Regions from separate parts of the Sus scrofa genome. Here all the other regions are linked to region 5. The links are chromatin contacts, called in public Hi-C, HiChIP or PLAC-seq and promoter capture Hi-C maps. All regions are on one chromosome and are shown on one strand. The core of a region is the stretch at or near the end of the contact, and the rest is flanking DNA. Distances in the headings are between cores, read along the strand shown. Region 1 has its middle 24 kb from the start of MIR190A. Region 2 overlaps TLN2 (talin-2). Region 3 has its middle 46 kb from the start of MIR190A. Region 4 has its middle 66 kb from the start of MIR190A. Region 5 holds the start of TPM1 (tropomyosin 1 (alpha)). Region 6 holds the start of RPS27L (40S ribosomal protein S27-like).

What was found. Promoter capture Hi-C pulls out the DNA fragments that hold promoters and counts their contacts. Hi-C and Micro-C count contacts between places; a contact is called where the count stands out from the background. HiChIP or PLAC-seq counts read pairs in DNA pulled down with a chosen protein or histone mark.
Region 1: a contact with region 5 is called in an H3K27ac HiChIP or PLAC-seq map of skeletal muscle. The contact joins the enhancer-like site here to the promoter of TPM1 in region 5. A contact is called at or near these places in 3 of 5 promoter capture datasets (fetal liver, fetal skeletal muscle and liver), 13 of 47 Hi-C or Micro-C datasets (embryonic fibroblasts, fetal heart ventricle, fetal liver and 5 more) and 1 of 2 datasets of contacts at active chromatin or transcription factors (skeletal muscle).
Region 2: a contact with region 5 is called in a Hi-C map of embryonic fibroblasts, with 4 times the contacts expected there. The contact joins the enhancer-like site here to the promoter of TPM1 in region 5. A contact is called at or near these places in 3 of 5 promoter capture datasets (fetal liver, fetal skeletal muscle and liver), 17 of 47 Hi-C or Micro-C datasets (adipose tissue, alveolar macrophages, brain and 11 more) and 1 of 2 datasets of contacts at active chromatin or transcription factors (skeletal muscle).
Region 3: a contact with region 5 is called in an H3K27ac HiChIP or PLAC-seq map of skeletal muscle. The contact joins the enhancer-like site here to the promoter of TPM1 in region 5. A contact is called at or near these places in 1 of 5 promoter capture datasets (fetal skeletal muscle), 8 of 47 Hi-C or Micro-C datasets (brain, embryonic fibroblasts, fetal heart ventricle and 5 more) and 1 of 2 datasets of contacts at active chromatin or transcription factors (skeletal muscle).
Region 4: a contact with region 5 is called in an H3K27ac HiChIP or PLAC-seq map of skeletal muscle. The contact joins the enhancer-like site here to the promoter of TPM1 in region 5. A contact is called at or near these places in 2 of 5 promoter capture datasets (fetal liver and fetal skeletal muscle), 15 of 47 Hi-C or Micro-C datasets (alveolar macrophages, brain, embryonic fibroblasts and 9 more) and 1 of 2 datasets of contacts at active chromatin or transcription factors (skeletal muscle).
Region 6: a promoter capture Hi-C map of liver shows a contact between it and region 5, with 3 times the contacts expected there. The contact joins the promoter of RPS27L here to the promoter of TPM1 in region 5. A contact is called at or near these places in 1 of 5 promoter capture datasets (liver) and 2 of 47 Hi-C or Micro-C datasets (heart right ventricle and liver).

The regions. Positions count from the first base shown.
Region 1 is chr1:109,200,436-109,203,135 of Sscrofa11.1, reverse strand. No RefSeq gene overlaps it. Among named protein-coding and RNA genes, the nearest start is that of MIR190A, 24 kb to the left of the region's middle. Within about 2 kb of position 1,450, at least 12 of the 83 cell types and tissues checked have an H3K27ac peak or open chromatin away from gene starts, as enhancers often do. A contact at or near this core is called in fetal liver, fetal skeletal muscle, skeletal muscle and 1 more, where this site is marked.
Region 2 is chr1:109,267,028-109,269,727 of Sscrofa11.1, reverse strand. TLN2 (talin-2) reads left to right here. Exons shown (of 59, transcript XM_021094283.1): 44 at 1-30. Among named protein-coding and RNA genes, the nearest start is that of MIR190A, 43 kb to the right of the region's middle. Within about 2 kb of position 1,362, at least 21 of the 83 cell types and tissues checked have an H3K27ac peak or open chromatin away from gene starts, as enhancers often do. A contact at or near this core is called in adipose tissue, embryonic fibroblasts, retroperitoneal adipose tissue and 1 more, where this site is marked.
Region 3 is chr1:109,178,317-109,181,016 of Sscrofa11.1, reverse strand. No RefSeq gene overlaps it. Among named protein-coding and RNA genes, the nearest start is that of MIR190A, 46 kb to the left of the region's middle. Within about 2 kb of position 1,251, at least 5 of the 83 cell types and tissues checked have an H3K27ac peak or open chromatin away from gene starts, as enhancers often do. A contact at or near this core is called in skeletal muscle, where this site is marked.
Region 4 is chr1:109,158,260-109,160,959 of Sscrofa11.1, reverse strand. No RefSeq gene overlaps it. Among named protein-coding and RNA genes, the nearest start is that of MIR190A, 66 kb to the left of the region's middle. Within about 2 kb of position 1,354, at least 13 of the 83 cell types and tissues checked have an H3K27ac peak or open chromatin away from gene starts, as enhancers often do. A contact at or near this core is called in retroperitoneal adipose tissue and skeletal muscle, where this site is marked.
Region 5 is chr1:109,014,688-109,017,387 of Sscrofa11.1, reverse strand. TPM1 (tropomyosin 1 (alpha)) reads left to right here and starts at 1,438. Exons shown (of 10, transcript NM_001097483.2): 1 at 1,438-1,630. The coding sequence starts at 1,517.
Region 6 is chr1:108,879,946-108,882,645 of Sscrofa11.1, reverse strand. It overlaps RPS27L (40S ribosomal protein S27-like), which reads right to left and starts at 1,316. Exons shown (of 4, transcript XM_003480338.3): 1 at 989-1,316; 2 at 1-105. The coding sequence starts at 994.

The DNA.
Region 1 (2,700 bases), core at 201-2,700, 190 kb before region 5:
TGTCACCAACAGTTGAAGGAGAAGCTGTCTGAGTCTGGCAGACTGGATGGAAGTTAGGCAGAGGTAGAGAGAAGGACCTCGGAGCAAAGGGAGCCACATGACACATGGTGGAGGCTGGGACATGAGAATGGGCCTGCTGGGCAGTCGGGCACAGGGAGGGTGGGGCCAGCGGAAACCATAGGAGGGGGTGGCAAGTCCAAGTGTGTATGAGGGGGACAGTGTCCTGAGGGTCACTGAATGAGCACCTGGCTAAGGAGCTTTTAACATGCAGGTTACCAGGAGCCCAGCTTGGCTTTATTCTCACCTGGTGATTCCAAAATCCTGTTTGAGGGTGCGGGGGTGGGGGGGGGGGGCGGTTCTCTCAGACGGCAATTCTATCAAGTCTAAACTGCACTCAGAGAAATTCAACCGTGTTTTTACTTGAACACTCTGCACCCTCAGCAGGCCATGACTGCAGCAGCTTTGCTATGCTGCCTTAACGTCCCACACAAGAAGCTCTTAGGGCCCCAGAGCAGGAGTGCCTGGGGGGCTGGCACCTGGCGGGGACAAAAGCAGACGTCAGCACTTGTGGCTGGATCAGGAGCTTCCTGTCCGTTTGGGCCTTTCTCTCTGGAGATTTACTTTTAGAAACAAAAGCTTGGTTCAATTAAGGCTAGAACTGAATGTTGAAGAAGTGCTTTCTGGGCCTGAAGGCAGGCCGTGTTGCAACTGCGGCCTGGGTGTTGGGGCAGCCCAGAGGGAGAAGGGGCCTGAGCCAGGGCCCCAGTCCTATGGTTCCAGCAGCTTGATATTATAGGGCCCTTGTGGGGAAGCGGGAAAGGAGAGGCAGCCTGGACTCCGTGGGCATTAGGGAAGATGGGAAGAAACTAAAAGGCCCAGCCCTTCCCTTCAAAGATCTTAGACCTTCCTGAAGAATGCAGCCTCCTGCAAGGGAAAGTGAGAATAACACAAGTCACCCACAGGGGGCTGCGGGCTGGGAGGGTGCAGGGCATCAGGGCAGGAGCGCCCACGTGGGCTGGGTTCCCACAAAAGAGGCAGGCTGGGGTAGGCCCTCAGTAGATGGGAAGCAGCTGGGAGCACAGAACGCATCTGTGGCCTCTGCAGGTAGACAGAAAAGAAAGGGCAGAAAGAGGACCACAAAGCTGCCCGAAGCTAGAGGGACGAGTCAGACCCTTCAGGCTGGCTGCACTCTGCCTAAGCCCACGTTCTTCACGCCTGCCCTCCCTGCCTTCTGGTTCACCCTCAGCTCACCTGATGAATGGGGCACATTTTTCGGATACCATGGGCACTTTGGCGGCCCCCTTCTCAGGTGTGCATCCTGGAGGAGATGGCTGTGCTTGCCGAGGAGATGGCTCCTGACAAAGCACTTCTGCCACTTGGGCTGTTCCTGGGTTCCAGGGAGAAGAGCCCTTGGCACCCAATGTTGCTGTCCTTCCGGCTAGGTGTCCTGGCAGGTTGTGACCACAGGGGGCAGTGTGGTTCCATCGGACACTCATAGGGCACTCCTGTTTTCCTTGGGGGAAAGGGGGACATTTGTTGGGCAAATAAATATGAGAATACTAATATTAAAGGTAAACAACTAAATGCCTTATGCCTCTATGAGGTGTCTTAGGGTCTATAAGAAGCTCATATACATTGGATCTCTCAAAAAGGAGCATATAATATACAGTTTTGCCCCAATTTTTGGCCTTGGAGCACTTTCTTTTTCATTGCGATGTATTTTGAGAGACAAATGTTGCAAGCCTCATGCCTTGGGGAGCCCTGTTGTAAAATCCTACTGGAATTACTGTCTGTCTCCCCTGCCCTCTCAGCACACGTGGCCAGCCCTCTGTCTCGTATGACAAGGTAATATTTCGTCTGTGCAGCAGCCTCATCTAGGTCATAGGCAGGGATCACATCTTGTCACATGCAGCTTCCCCAGCACCTAAAACCGAGCTGTGGAGATATGAGAAATGTAATGAAGACAGATTGCCTAGGTGATAAACGTTGGACCGTGCAGTTGGCAACCAGTGTTTATGACCTGGGGATCAGCTGTTTTGGACTCTGGCTGATTTGAACTTTAAGAGGCCAAAAAAAAAAAAGTGTGCAAACAGTTACCCACAGCTGCCCCTTCCTTCCCCACCCACTCCTATGGCCCCACAAGGCAACACTATTGCTACAATAGCTTCTCTGAAAGTTGCTCGCTTAGGATTCCCTTCCTGGGACAGCTGCAAGGAAACACAGCTTGATCCTATATATCCTGAAACCTCCTGACAACACTCAGCATTGTTCAGCAAAATCCCAAAAATGGGCTCCAGCCAGTCAGAGGTTGTTAATGAAATACTGAAAGGACCTCAGATGCTGTGAGCTATAAAATGGTGCTCATGGTCCAAATCCTAGTGGAATGTGAAGGCCATCTGGAAGAAAAGGAAGGCCAGAGTTTCCTCCTGCAGCTAAAGGGCATCTGAAATCTGATTCTCCAAACATTTTCCTCCACTTTTCTCGCCTCATAAGGCAGCACAGTGAACAGACACAGGGCGGGGGTGGGGGGAACATGACTTTGGACTTCAGATGGACATGGCTTTGAGCAAGTCACTTCCTTCCAAATCTTGGGGTGGGGGTGAGGAGGGGTCTGGACTAAACTCTGTACTTCACCCTCCCACCATCTACTTCCCCTGCCCCTGTGGAGCCGCAGCAATACTTTGGGAGCGTCGAACTCAA
Region 2 (2,700 bases), core at 113-2,612, 250 kb before region 5:
AAAGCCATTGCGGTAACGGCTCAGGAAATGGTAAGGAGAAAACGGGCTGCCCCGCCCACTGTTGGTTGCCCTTCCATCCACCACACCACTGACTCTTGAGATCTGGGGTCTGGGCTGGAGAGAGATCAGGCCCCTGAGTTCCTAGTTCCCCTTGCGCCCCAGCTTTGTCCTTATCTGTGGTCTTTCTGGCTGCCTGTGGTCTAGAAGTCCCAGGCCACTGAACTGCTTATCTCATTCAAAAGCTCCAAAAGGAAATGAATGATGAATGAGATTTGAGCATGAGGACAGGGGAGCGAGGAAAGAGAGAAAATTAGAATCAAGGAGGAAATGAGAAGGAAATTGCAAGTTAAGGAGAAAGAAGAAAAAATCCTATATATCTCACAGAGGACTTGAAATGTTTTTATACATTATAGTTATAGTACAAGAGAAGACACTTGGGAATAGAACCAAAATTTTCTGATGGAATCAAATTATAATACTTGGACAAGACTTGGACAGTACTTAAAATGAGCAATAAGATATTGCCACTCTTGGAGTTCCCGTCATGGCTCAGTGGTTAACGAATCCGACTAGGAACCATGAAGTCGTGGGTTCGATCCCTGGCCTCACTCAGTGGGTTAAGGATCTGGTGTTGCCGTGAGCTGTGGTGTAGGTCACAGACATGGCTTGGATCTGGCGCTGCTGTGGCTGTGGCATAGGCTGGCGGCTACAGCTCCAATTCGACCCCTAGCCTGGGAACCTCCACATGCTGTGGGTGTGGCCCTAGAAAAGACAGACCAAAAAAAAAAAATTTGCCACTCTTACAGGCAAAGTGAAACTGTGATCATGTAAAATTTTTTTTCTCCTGACAACAAAAGCCATGTGACTTTTGGAGGGTTTTTTTTGTTTTGTTTTGTTTTTTTGTTTTTTGGTTTTTTTTGCTAAAATGCAATGCAGTCAGAATTGTATTATATGGATATTTAGATATAAATGGCATTGAGAGACAGTGAATGCTATCCTGATAGGTTAAAAAGTTGTACCCCCAAAAAATGTCCTCAAAGAATTAATAGACGGACATAGTAAAGAAGTTGTTAACTTTTGAAGGCTCAGATATCCCAGGGTAAAATTGAAAGATGCCTCTTTGATGCTGCCTCGTAAGCCTGAGTTGGAGGGACCAGATGGCTCCACCACATGGTTCCTGCCCCATCAGGCCCGGCGCCTCTCTGGATGGTTTTGTCATGTAGTCTTGTGTCCACTAGAGGTTGAGCTTGGACCACAAAGGCTTGCCTGGCTGCTGCTCCTCATTCTTAGAAACTCTGCAGTTGTGCCAGGCTCATTGCTGTTCGAAAGGACTTGGGCTGGAGAGGAAGGGAGGAACAGTGCCTGACTCAGAGACTCGGGGAAGGCTGGAGGCGCCGGGTCCCGCCCTGCTCAGAATTGCTCAGGGGCGGCTCTGGTCCCATCCGTCAGCCCTGCGGTGGCGGTTCCTCTGATCAGGGAGCACAGCGAGCAGGGGAGAAAATGTTTCCAGGGGCCTCAGGTGTTTCTGAAGTGTCTCCTGGGCTAGGTTCTCAGCTGGCCCATCTTGACCCTGAGTGTCCTCTGTAGCCGCTCCTGGGATGGCTGGTCGGGGTCCTTGGGGTGGGGAGGGGGGCGGTGAGAGTGCCCTCATGGCAGGGCTCCTCATGGCAGGGCTCACAGTACACAGTACAGCCTTGCTCTCCTGGGGTTCAGCGTGGGTTCCTTGGGAACCCACACCTCAGCCTGAAAGGTGACATTTCTTTTTTGGGGACCACACCCACGGCATATGGAGGTTCCCAGGCCAGGGGGCCAATCAGAGCTACAGCTGCCAGCCTATAGCACAGCCACAGCAATGCCAGATCTGAGCCTCATCTGTGACCTACACCACAGCTCATGGCAACACCAGATTCTTAACCCACCGAGCGAGGCCAGGGATCGCACCTGCAACCTCATGGTTCCTAGTCGGATTCATTTCCTCTGGGCCACAACAGGAACTCCCGAAAGGTGACATTTCATGGTAAACATGCCTTCAATGGGCCTCACATTCCCATCCAGCCTCAGTGGATGCACGGTCCTCTAACAGGATTTTTTAGGAGTTCCCTGGTGGCTCAGCAGGTTTAAGGACCTGGCGCTGTCACTGCTGTGGGCTCTGGTTACAGCTGTGGCCTGGGTTCGATCCCTGGCTGGGGAACTTATGCATTCCATGGTCAAAGCCAAAAAAAAAATTTTTTTTAATTTTTTAAGCCCTTTAAGATTAAGGATTTCCAGGGCAGGCTGGGGGAAGGTGACTGGAAAGAAAAAAAAAAACAATCAAAGACTTCAGATGCCTCAAAGAGAAAGGAAGTATTTTCACCCAGATGAGTAGGCAGGGCAGAAAAGAAGCCTCAGACCTGAGCAAGGCGCAGGTACCTTTCTGGGTGGCAGACAAGAATTGCCCTGTGAAAACTAAGGGGTGTTTTTGTCCCTTGGAAGGGAAAACTAGAAACTAGCATGTTATGTAGGTATAGGGTACGTGGTTTTCTATGAAACAGGAGGAAAATACAGAATATCTTGAGAGTGGAAAAGAGAGAGCTTGACCATTTAGGCTACAGTATACCCTTCCCTGAGTTTGTGGCTGAAGCGTTGTCATTCTTTGGCGCAGTGTTATTACAAAGCCGTATTCTGTGAGTTTCTTTGGCCCCAGCATTAGGCTTATCCATC
Region 3 (2,700 bases), core at 2-2,501, 160 kb before region 5:
TGTGACTGAGTTGCAAGCTGAACCAGCCACTTCCTGGTACGTGATTCTTGGTGCATGTGAGCAAGAGACTCTTGGACTAGGAATGGGATCATTGGGCCATAGGCTGTATGTGTATTCAACTTCAGGAGAAGATACCAAACTGTTTTCCAAAGCAGTTACACTAAATTGCAAGAAGGTATACAAGATCTTGTGAGTCCACCTTCTCTCCAGCACTTGGTATTGTCAGACTTTTACATATTTCACACCACAAAGGTTCTAAAATGGCATCTTGTTGTAATCTCTGTTTCTGTTTTCCTAACCATCAATGAGGTTGGTTGTGTTAGTTGACCATATACTTTGCCCACCACTGCTAATTTTGAATCTGCTGAGTCAGCCAATATCACAGAAAACATGAGCATGTATAGTACCAGTGGGGGATGGGAGACCTGGCTGAGTATTTCCATGTTTAGTGTATTATAAGATGCCTTCAATTGTAAGATGCATTATCAATTGAATATAGATTTTTCAAAAAAAACCAAGAAATGTCACATCAAATTATATAATTTTTAAACAAATAATTGTGAACATTTTTCTTTTTTAAAAATGTTATCAAAGTATACTTGATTTACAATGTTGTGATAATTTCCACTGTATAGCAAAGTGATTCAGTCATACATACATACATTATATGTATATAATATATATAATTATTCTTAATATATATAAGATAATAATATAATATATAATATATTATATATTATATAACATAAGATAATAATATAATATAATAATATATAATATTATATATAAGAATATATATATATTCTTTTCCATTATGGTTTACCACAGGATGTTGACTATAGCTCCCTGTGCCAAAGGTACACCAGGATCTTGTTTATCCACCCTGTATATAATAGTATGCCTCTGCTAATCCCAAACTCCCTCTGCTAATCACCCTTCTCCCACTTGGCAACCCCAAGTCTGGTAAACATATATTTATCTAAGCCATTACATACCATTTCTACTTTATGTAACCATTTACAATCTACTCTGAAGTTTTCTCTACATTTGGCGTCTAAAGATTCTTCCCAGTTGAGGCAAATACTGCCAAAGACATGTAGAGTTACAGAGTCTGTGCTCGTGAACTTGACCTGAGTGAACTTAGTAAATACAGTCAATATGTCAGGTTTTGCGTGCATTTCCTATTTGGTTAAACTCATGGTTTCGTTTTCTCTGTAAATGAATTACATATCACTGGAAATCTGAAAGTCAGCCAGACACTTTTGACAAATGGATGCGTCGTGTCTGGTGATAATCTTCCACCAGGCATGAATTAGCCCCGGCAGCTTCTCACTTCCAAGATCTAAGTTTGCACAGCCCTGTAATGACGACCACGTCACGACTCCTCTATTTGCTGCTAGCAAATGAAATGTTCAAACGTGAGTGTATATCTTATTTCTCTTTTAATGATTTATGAATTAAAATGTAAATATATACCCATATGTGTAAGGCTGTATAGGATATGGGCATATGCATAAGCTTATAAACATGCTTGTGTGTGTGTGTCGCCAACCTTTACTGAGCATCTACTAGGGGATAAATTCTGTATCAGGGACTCTACATTCATTGTGTGAGGTATGTAACTTTGTGAGGTAGGTTATATTACCCTCATTCTAGAGAAAAGTGAGATTTGAAGAGGCATGGTAACTTAACCATGACTCCTAAGTGACAGAACGAGGATTCAAATCCAACTCAACCTGATTGCAATGCCTATAAACTTCCTAGCATGCTGGTCAGGGCACAGATGTTAAAGATGATGAGCCTATTTTTCAGGGACCCACCTCCATGGACCCCTGCTGGGTAAGATCTCAGACAAACTGGGGCCCAGCCTAGCCTGTCATGTCTCTAAAGGTGGATGCCTCTGTTTATGAAGAGGTTACTGGCAGGGACAATGGAGAGACTTACTAGAGAGTTGAGCTATGTTAAAAATAACAACAAGGTATTTATTGCTAAGCCTGTTAAGCTCCCTTGAGCTGTGTGCAAGCCGAGCAGGGGAGAGAGTGTTACTTGGCCCCAGGACAGGTGAGTCTAAGGTTGCTATTAAAATCTCCTGCATTTTCCCACCTCAGCCAGGGCTTGGTGTCATTTTTTCCAGTGTTGGTTGGTCCAAAATCCTATCTTTTCTTCTTATGATGAACTTTCATAAAAGTGATGAGCTAGTTGTCAACAAAGAGGCTCAGGCTCAGCCCTGGAAATGCACTTCTTTTCCTTTGGGGGTGTCCTGGCCCAGAGGGAGGAAGTGCTCCAGATGGGGGCTAACATGTCGTGCTATCGGGACTCAGGGGCTTGGGGTTTTGCCAGTCTCTAGTTTACACACTGTCTGGCTGGAAGCTCCTACAGTCCTGGCAAGATCTCAGGTAGGGGTGTGGTGGGGATGTGGATGCTGTTCCCCGCTGTCTGACAGGATGGCCCTAATTTTTCTTGGGCAAGAAAAAGCTGGGTTGGGTTTTTTCAGCCCTTTCTAAAGGAGTGTGTTCTTTCATCTCCCTCAAGTGTATGGCTTTGTCTAGCCCTTCACAAACTTTTTGCCACCAAAAAGTTTTTGTAATTTTCCCCCATGAGCCTCATCTTTTGAAGGTCTTTTATCCACCAAGCTGCAGGTTGGATTTTTTAAAATTCTTGATGAATTAAGAATGACCAGCAGAAACAGAGAATTCCAGC
Region 4 (2,700 bases), core at 105-2,604, 140 kb before region 5:
CACCAGATGCCGGAGTGTGACTGCTCTTTGTCCCCATCACCTGTCAGCTGGGAATTTTGCGCATCATGAGTGCAGTGGAGTATGACCAGCCCAGAGTCAGGACGCTGTAATAGACCACTTCTGTCAACGCCAGTGTGTCTCAAGGGGGAGGCATTTCTAATGGTTTCATTGCCTTGACTAACAAAAAAGATTCTTAAACATCGTAAAAAAAGAGTATATTAAAACACTGAAGAAAAATCATGAAAGTAATTAGAGTGGTATGGATTTTTTAAGATGTGTATATGAATATACATAATACATAATAAATTTTTTATCATGGAAGCTTTCAGACACAAAAGTGGCACGAATACCATGGTGACTGGACCCATGATCAGCCATCAACAGCTGGAATAGTGTGTGCATGAGAGTTCCAATGAAAGCCACATGGCTTTTAACATTTTCCCATGTGTTAATGAGCTCCAGTGACTCCATAATGCAGTTGTGTTAAACTGATATCCAAGCCCTTGAAATTACTCTCCATCTCATTCCCCACCTGCCTTGAGCACCTCTCTGAATAAGTAAGAAAGAGATCAGTTGATTAACTTATCACAAATCATTCAGGAAGCTTAACTAGGGCCTGAAACAGGAGGTGCTCCCAAGAGTTGAGAAGATAATCATTATAGCAGAACCAGAGCTAATGTTTATTGAGCAGTTACTATGTGCCAGCTTCTCTTCCAGCGGCTCTACATGTGTCAGTTCACTGAACTCTCATACCAGGCCTGTAACGTATATCCTATCTTCATCCCTGTTTTGTTTTGTTTTATTTTATTTATTTATTTATTTGGTTTTTAGGGCTGCACCCGCAGCATAAGGAGGTTCCCAGGCTAGGGGTCGAATCGGAGCTACAGCTGCCAGCCTGTGCCAGAGCCACAGCAATGTGGGATCCAAGCCACAGCTGCGACCTACACCACAGCTCATGGCAACGCCAGATCCCTAACCCACTGAATGAGGCCAGGGATAGAACCTGCGTCTTCACGGATACTAGTCAGATTTGTTTCCGCTGAGCCAAGATGGGAAATCCCATTCCTGTTTTCAAATGGGAACATTTGACACAAAGAAGTTAAGCCACCTGCTCAGCTTCATACAATTACTTAGAGGCAGAGTAAGGATTTAGACCCAAGCTTCCTGACTCCAGAGCCTGCCATCTTAACCAAACAAAGCCTGACACAGACAAAATGATTTCTTCGGGGAGAGATGAGGATAGAGAGGAGAGTAGCTGGTATGGAACACTGCTGTGGGCCCAGGCACTGGGCTAAATGTTCCCCTGTAACATCCTAACAACCCCGACCACAGAGCCGTGGACCTCAGTGGGAGATGACATCAGCGTTCTTCCTGAATGAGAAGGCGTCCTGGCTTCCTCACAGCCAGGCCTTGGGCGGGATTCTGTATATTTAAAAAATAAATACCTTATGTGTAAAAAATATTTGTAGGAAAAAAGTCAGGGAAAATTCCTCCACGTATTAACAAGTGCTGGTCCTCACCCACAGTGGAAGAGAGTTGGGGGAGGGGGTGATAGGGATTTTCCTTTTCTTTTTATTCATCCCAATTTGAATTATTAATTTAATAATAGTGTGAATTATTTTTGTTACAGAGAGTACAGGAAGGGAGAGGGGGGCAAAAATCCAAGAAGGAAAAGTGATAGTCTGGCCTTCAGCCCCTTGGGGCTGGGATGGGGACGTGGGCAGCAGGTGGAGAGGTTGGAAGCCTGGGGCAGTGTGAGATGGGCAGCCAGGACCTGGGCTGTGTCTCAGGTTAGGGCTCAGCTGGACTTAAAGGTCATGACTCATGGGGCTCCCACCCTGTCCTGGCAGGATGTAGTGGCACTGCGAGGCCGTAGCAAGTCAGCTTGTGTAAAAATACACAGAGCCGCTGGGCTCTGGTTTCTGGAGGGGCAAAGAAAAGCAGCCACATTCTGACACCTCCGGGCCCACACTCATCTGGTGGATCCTCCAGAGCTGGGGCTGTTTGTTCTTGAACACTGCATCTTTGGGATTAAAAATAACCCTCTTTTTGGCTCAGCTGCTCTCTCCCTGCCTGGGGGCAGAGATGGGCGAAATGATCCCAGATGTAGGCGTTTTCAGCCTGGATAGAACTCTACCCACTGTATTCCCCTGGCCAGCAAGCCACCCTCCACCATGAGCCTTTGATTGTAAAAAGGGTGGCAGGGAGCAAGGAATTTGCAGTGTCTACCAGGCAGGAAAGTTACAGAACCTCACTGGAATAGCCATGCTGATGCCACTAGTATAGCAATGGAGTGCTCTTAAGAGAATGTGCTAGGCCCTTTATCAACTATTTCTTTACCAACTATTAAGCACCATAAAAAAATGTGAGTTCTGCTGCAGCATGATGTGGGATTTGAGAGTGCCACAAGTCTCAGTTTACCCCCTCAAAATCTACCATTAGAATTGTTAACAATTCTACCATTAGAATTGTTCCTTTCATACTGAAAAGTTGTGCCTCCAAGGTGCCTAAATCTTATACCTGGGAGGGTAGATGCTGGTGATTAAAAGTAAGACTTTCTTAGGTTGGTAAACACTGTTTGTTTCTTTTTTTTAATGGCTACACCCATGATATATGGCAGTTCCCAAATCAGGGATTGAATCTGAGCTGCAGCTATGAGCAACACCACAGCTGCAGCAACACTGGATCCTTTAGCCCACT
Region 5 (2,700 bases), core at 189-2,688:
TCTCTGAAGGACTTACAAGTTGTTTGGCCTGCCTAATCTGCTCAGATGCCGTCCGGGGAATATTCGGTATCCATGTAGTACAGGTTGTGAATTATTCTGTGGGGACTGTTAACAAGACCCTTACCAGCTCTGCCTCAGCCAGACTCAAGCAGGGCTTTGGGGCAGCCTCTTTTCTTCCCCTCCCACCGAAGCTCTAAAAAGAGCAGGCTTTTTCCCAGTGGGGGCTGGGAGGAGTAAGAGGTGTAGGGGAAATGCTTCTGCCTCCAAGCAGAGCTTACTACACAGAGCTGGGCCTGTTCCCTCCAAGTTACAGCTGTAGATATGATGACTTGGCTGGGATAACATTTATCCCATGTTTTGGCAACCTACTACCTCAGTGCTTAACATGGAAAGAGGCCAATTCCCTCAAATCGGTGCAAGAAAAAGGAGAAAAAGTTAGATCTGGAGGCACCTTGGGGCTCATCTACCCCCTGGATTGAAAGATGAGGAAACTGCAGCCTGGCGACTAAGTCACTTATCAAGGTCACAGAGCTGCTGCTGATTAAGACCAAAGACCAAGTTCCCTGCTTCTAAACTCAGTGGCCTCTCCCTTTAAACTCACATCCACCCACCTACACACCAACAAATACACCCCACCCTTTGCAAAAGTAGCCCACTCAGGCACACACAGAGATGAGTCAATGGGTCCTATGTCCCTAAAGTATACGACTGTCTCTCCCCTTTGGGACAGGGCACTGCATAAGACAAATTCTTAGACATTCTGACCCAGCAGAGAAAGTCTTTAGAGCAGCCCCCAGGCCTTCCTCTCAACTCTTCCTTTCTCTACTCCTGTTGAACTTCCAAAACGTGAAAGCCCTGGCTCACACCAAGTAGGGTGAGAGCTGCCAGGAGAACCCTTGGGGAACAGTGCCCAGAGCGAGCTTAGGGGCCGGGGACCCCGGGGCCTGATGCTTAACGCGCCGGGGCAGAGGTGAGGGAGAAGCGCATCCACTGTCTGCAACCCCCCTCCGGCCTTCTGCCACTCCAGACTCTAGGCTAGGGACCTTAAAGGCGGGACTTGGGCTCTGGGAGGAGGGGGCACGAAGGGCAGAAGGCAGAGGTTAGCGCCTCCGCCCCGGCTCGGCCCCTGCGAGGCCCCGGTGCCCAGTCCCTGGCGCGCAGGTTTGGAAAGCGGGAGGCCTCGCCCGACAGCCGCCTAGGCTGCTCGGGTCCCCATATATAGTCATATCCACCGTCAACTGGGAGGCCGGCAGGCGGCAGCGAATGGGCGTGCGGCCCCCGCGGGAGCAGCGGGGAGGGCGCAGGGGGGCGGAGGGAGGAGAGGGGGAAAGGGGGCAGGAGAAAAAAGCTTTTCCAAAAAAGTATTGGCTGTCTTGAGGAATGCGGTCGCCCCCTTGGGAAAGTACATATCTGGGAGCAGCAGGCAGCTCAGCACTCGCACTCCAGCTCGGCCGCTCCACCGCGCGCTCGCCTCCCCGCTTCTGCCGCAGCCCCAGGGCCCCTTACCGCCGCCACCATGGACGCCATCAAGAAGAAGATGCAAATGCTCAAGCTCGACAAGGAGAACGCCTTGGATCGAGCGGAGCAGGCGGAGGCCGATAAGAAGGCGGCAGAGGACAGGAGCAAGCAGGTCTGCGCCTCCCCAGCCTAGCGCCCGCCGGGGGCTGGGAGCCCCCGGACCTGAGCCTGGCACCCCTTCGCGGTCCCTCAACCTGAGGACTCCGGGAGCCGCCCCCAGCCCTGGGCTTCTGAGAAGGGGGAGGGGAAGAGCGAGACTCGGGCGTATTCTAACTTTTTCTCGTCTGGGGACGCTTATTTCCCTACTCTGGTTCCCAGAGCCCGCGAAGTCCATTCAGGTCCTAGAGGCACTTGATTCTAAGGATCTGAAATCAGTTTGGGATCGGCGTAGGGATGCGTTTGAAGGGAATCAAGTCCAGAAAGTATTACAAGTTCTTCTGGATTTTTCACTGGAGAGAATAAAACTTTTATGTGGAATAGAGACGGGGCCGGGGGCGGGGGCAGAGGGACGGGACAGTCCTGGAGTTTTTTCCTAAAAGCAAAGATGGGACAGAATAAACAATAGGCCCGAAGTCTAAGGAGACGGGAGCGTTTTTCTGCACCCCCAAGTTGGACTTGAGTCCACTGAAACCTTGGCAGGAGTCTTGTCCCGGAGAAGGTGGGGGTGCTGAATGGGCTAGGGGCTAGACGAAGTTATCCAAAGGCCTTTGAGCCCCACTTCGGCGGTGCCCCAAACCCAGAGGACCCCAGCCAACCCGGTGCCCCGTGTGTTGTGTGTGTGTGTGTGTCTAACACCCGGTCCGTGCCGGCCGCCCGCGCCCGCCCGCCGCCGCCACCCCGCGCCCCCCCCCTCCCCGCCCCCAGCTCGAGGAGGACATAGCGGCCAAGGAGAAGCTGCTGCGGGCGTCGGAGGACGAGCGGGACCGGGTGCTGGAGGAGCTGCACAAGGCAGAGGACAGCCTCCTGGCCGCCGATGAGGCCGCCGCCAAGGTACCCAGGGCGCGCGGCGCGGCTCACGAATGGCTAACTCTGTCTCTCTCTCTCTCTCTCCCTCCCTGTCTTTCCCTTTCTCTCTCCCGCTGTCCCTGTCCTTCTGGCTCTGTGCACCCATATCCCATCACTGCGGGATCACGCTGCCTGCTGCACCCCCCCCTCCCGCCCCCGTCCCCCACGGCCAACTCT
Region 6 (2,700 bases), core at 67-2,566, 130 kb after region 5:
ACATTTTACATCCATAAAGTAAGAATTTGGACTCTGAACCAGACGTTTCTTTTTATGTTTTTTCTTCTCCTCTTCCAAGGAAGGATGCAGTAAATCTCTAGCCAACTGAATAAAAAAGCATATTATTACTACTAGAATGAAACCACAACTCTGGCAGATTTAATCATGGGCGAGATATACATGCAAAAATAGAATAACAGTCATACTCAGAAGAGGCGCGCGCTCTCTCTCTCTACATATATATATATATATATATATATAAAATTGTTTAAAGGCTGTTAACTTTCACTAATACTTTTTATAATGCTTGTGTTCTCCAAGTCCCATAAAGGGGCTTTACGACGATCGGGAAACATATGGTAAGGTCAGAGCCGTTCTTCTTCACTTTAACAACAGTCTCCAGTGAAAATAAAACTCGGGTGTTAAGTAAGAACGTGATCCCTGAACCCGCCGAGAGTAGAAATCGCCGAGGTAGATCCGATAGTGCCAACATCGAGATGATTTCTGCCCCCAGGGTTCAACATCTGATCTGACAAGAACTCTTAAGTGCCTGACGCATGACTGTCCTAGATAGAGTTAATGTGTATGGCAACAGCGAAGACAGTTTTTAAAAAGGAAACAAGTAGGAAATTTCTACGGAAAAGGCAGAGGAGGCAAGAACCACGAAGCGAAAGGAGAGCAAGAAGCCTCGCGGGTGCGCACCGGAACCCAAGAGAGCAGAGTTAAGTTACTCGGGAGCTGTCCCCTCCCAGCCACCGACTCCAGACCGTGCGCTCCACGCCCAAGCAGGGCCCGACACGCCGCGCCGCCCGGACAAGTCCCAACAAGTCCGCCACGCGCGAAAAGAGCCGCTTGATCGGCGCTGCCGAGCCGCGATCGGCAGGGAACCCCGGGGGCCCGCGGAGACATCGAGCTAGCCCACCCCAGGGACCCCTCGGCCGATGGAGACGGCCAAAACCAAAGCGAAGCCTGAAAGTAAACAACTCACAGGCATGTTGATCCTTTTGCAAAGCACAGCCCTTCCAGACAGCTATGCTATACCCTCGGCGAGCCGCACGCGACCTGGAGCGCGGCGTCAACTTCCGGGATAGAGGAGGCTGGGAGGAGCGGCGGGCGCGTCCACTCTAGGCTCTCCTCTCGGTGGTGGGAGCGGGCTCCGGCCGCGATCCCCGCGACCCGTCTAGGGGAGGTGCGGAGGGGCACGCCCATCCGAGCTCCCAAAGCCCGAGATCCTAGCGCGTCCCTAGGCTAGGGCCGCGGCCCTCAAAGCTTCACACCGGGCCGGTGGTGCCAGGGGCCAGGCTCAACTGGTGTATGGCGGGTAGGGAGCCACGTTGGGCCTCTGGAGCGCAGGCAACCACTGCAGAGCGGACCTGGCTGGGCACGCTGAGTGGCTGGTCCGAGAACCCCACGCCAAGCCCTCCACTCTCCTGCCGCTCTGCGGGCGGGCACGTGGGAGATGCCTATGTTCTGTTCGTGTGTGTATTAAAAACTGTGATTAATTAAAACCATTAAAATGTGCCAGTGAGATTATAAAAGACTCGTATACTTGCTCATCTGGCTTCCAAGGTACCGGTTGTTAAATTCTTTGCGGGATGCTGCTGTGCCTTGGGTTTGCCTGGCCCTGAAAACGGTTTTAACGAGCACCGATTCGCTGCCGGGCTTTGTTCTCCTTTCTATACTGGGGATCACACTTTGCAGAGCGAACAGCTCAGGCTGAAAAAACGGTTGAGTGTCACCGATAGCCAGACTTGAAATGTTTTTGCTGAGGAGGACAGTCCTGTGGATTGGGTGTGAGCGAGTCTGATCAAAAGCTTAGAAAACAGGGAGGCGCTTGACCAGAAAAGTGTCCAAAATAGACATTCTCGATCAGCTTTTATTTCTCTTCGAAAAAATAATCCATGTGTAATACACATTTAGGAAAGTGAAGAAAAAGAGAAGAAATTTAAACTCACCGTTGAGAAGTAAACATTTTAATATTTTGACCTATAGCCTTCCAAACATTTTTTTAGTCAGTTGCATATATGTTTGGGGTTTGGTTTTACGTAATTCATATCTCTTGCGCATATTCTTTTATAGACTTGCCCCCCATTACTGTATAATGAACATCACTCCGGCACTCTATATTATCCTACATTATGACTTCTAATGGGCACATAGCATTCATCCTGTGAATAATCCTCTTTTCATCCATACGCTAAATTGGACACTAGGGCTGGGGTTTTTTTTATACTATTGAAAATATTAGTTAATATATTTTCAGACAGATAAGTACATGGATTAATACAATTGCATATGCAGAATCATAGCCTCCAAAGATAATGTTTTCATCCCTAGAATGTGTGGTTATATGGCAAGTGTAATTAAGATTGCTTGGAGTTCCCATTGTGGCTCAGTGATTAACGAATCTGACTAGGAACCATGAGGTTGCAGGTTTGATCCCTGGCCTTGCTCAGTGGGTTAAGGATCTGGCGTTGTGGTGAGCTGCAGTGTAGGTTGCAGATGCGGCTCTGATCCCTCCTTGCTGTGGCTAAAGCTCCGATTAGACTCCTAACCTGGGAACCTCCATGTGCCGTGGGAGCGGCCCAAGAAATGGCAAAAAGACAATAAAATAAAAAAGCCACTAACTTTATGGCAATTTGTTATAGTGAAAATAGAAAACGAATACAATAATGAAGATCCCTCAACCCACCAACCAGC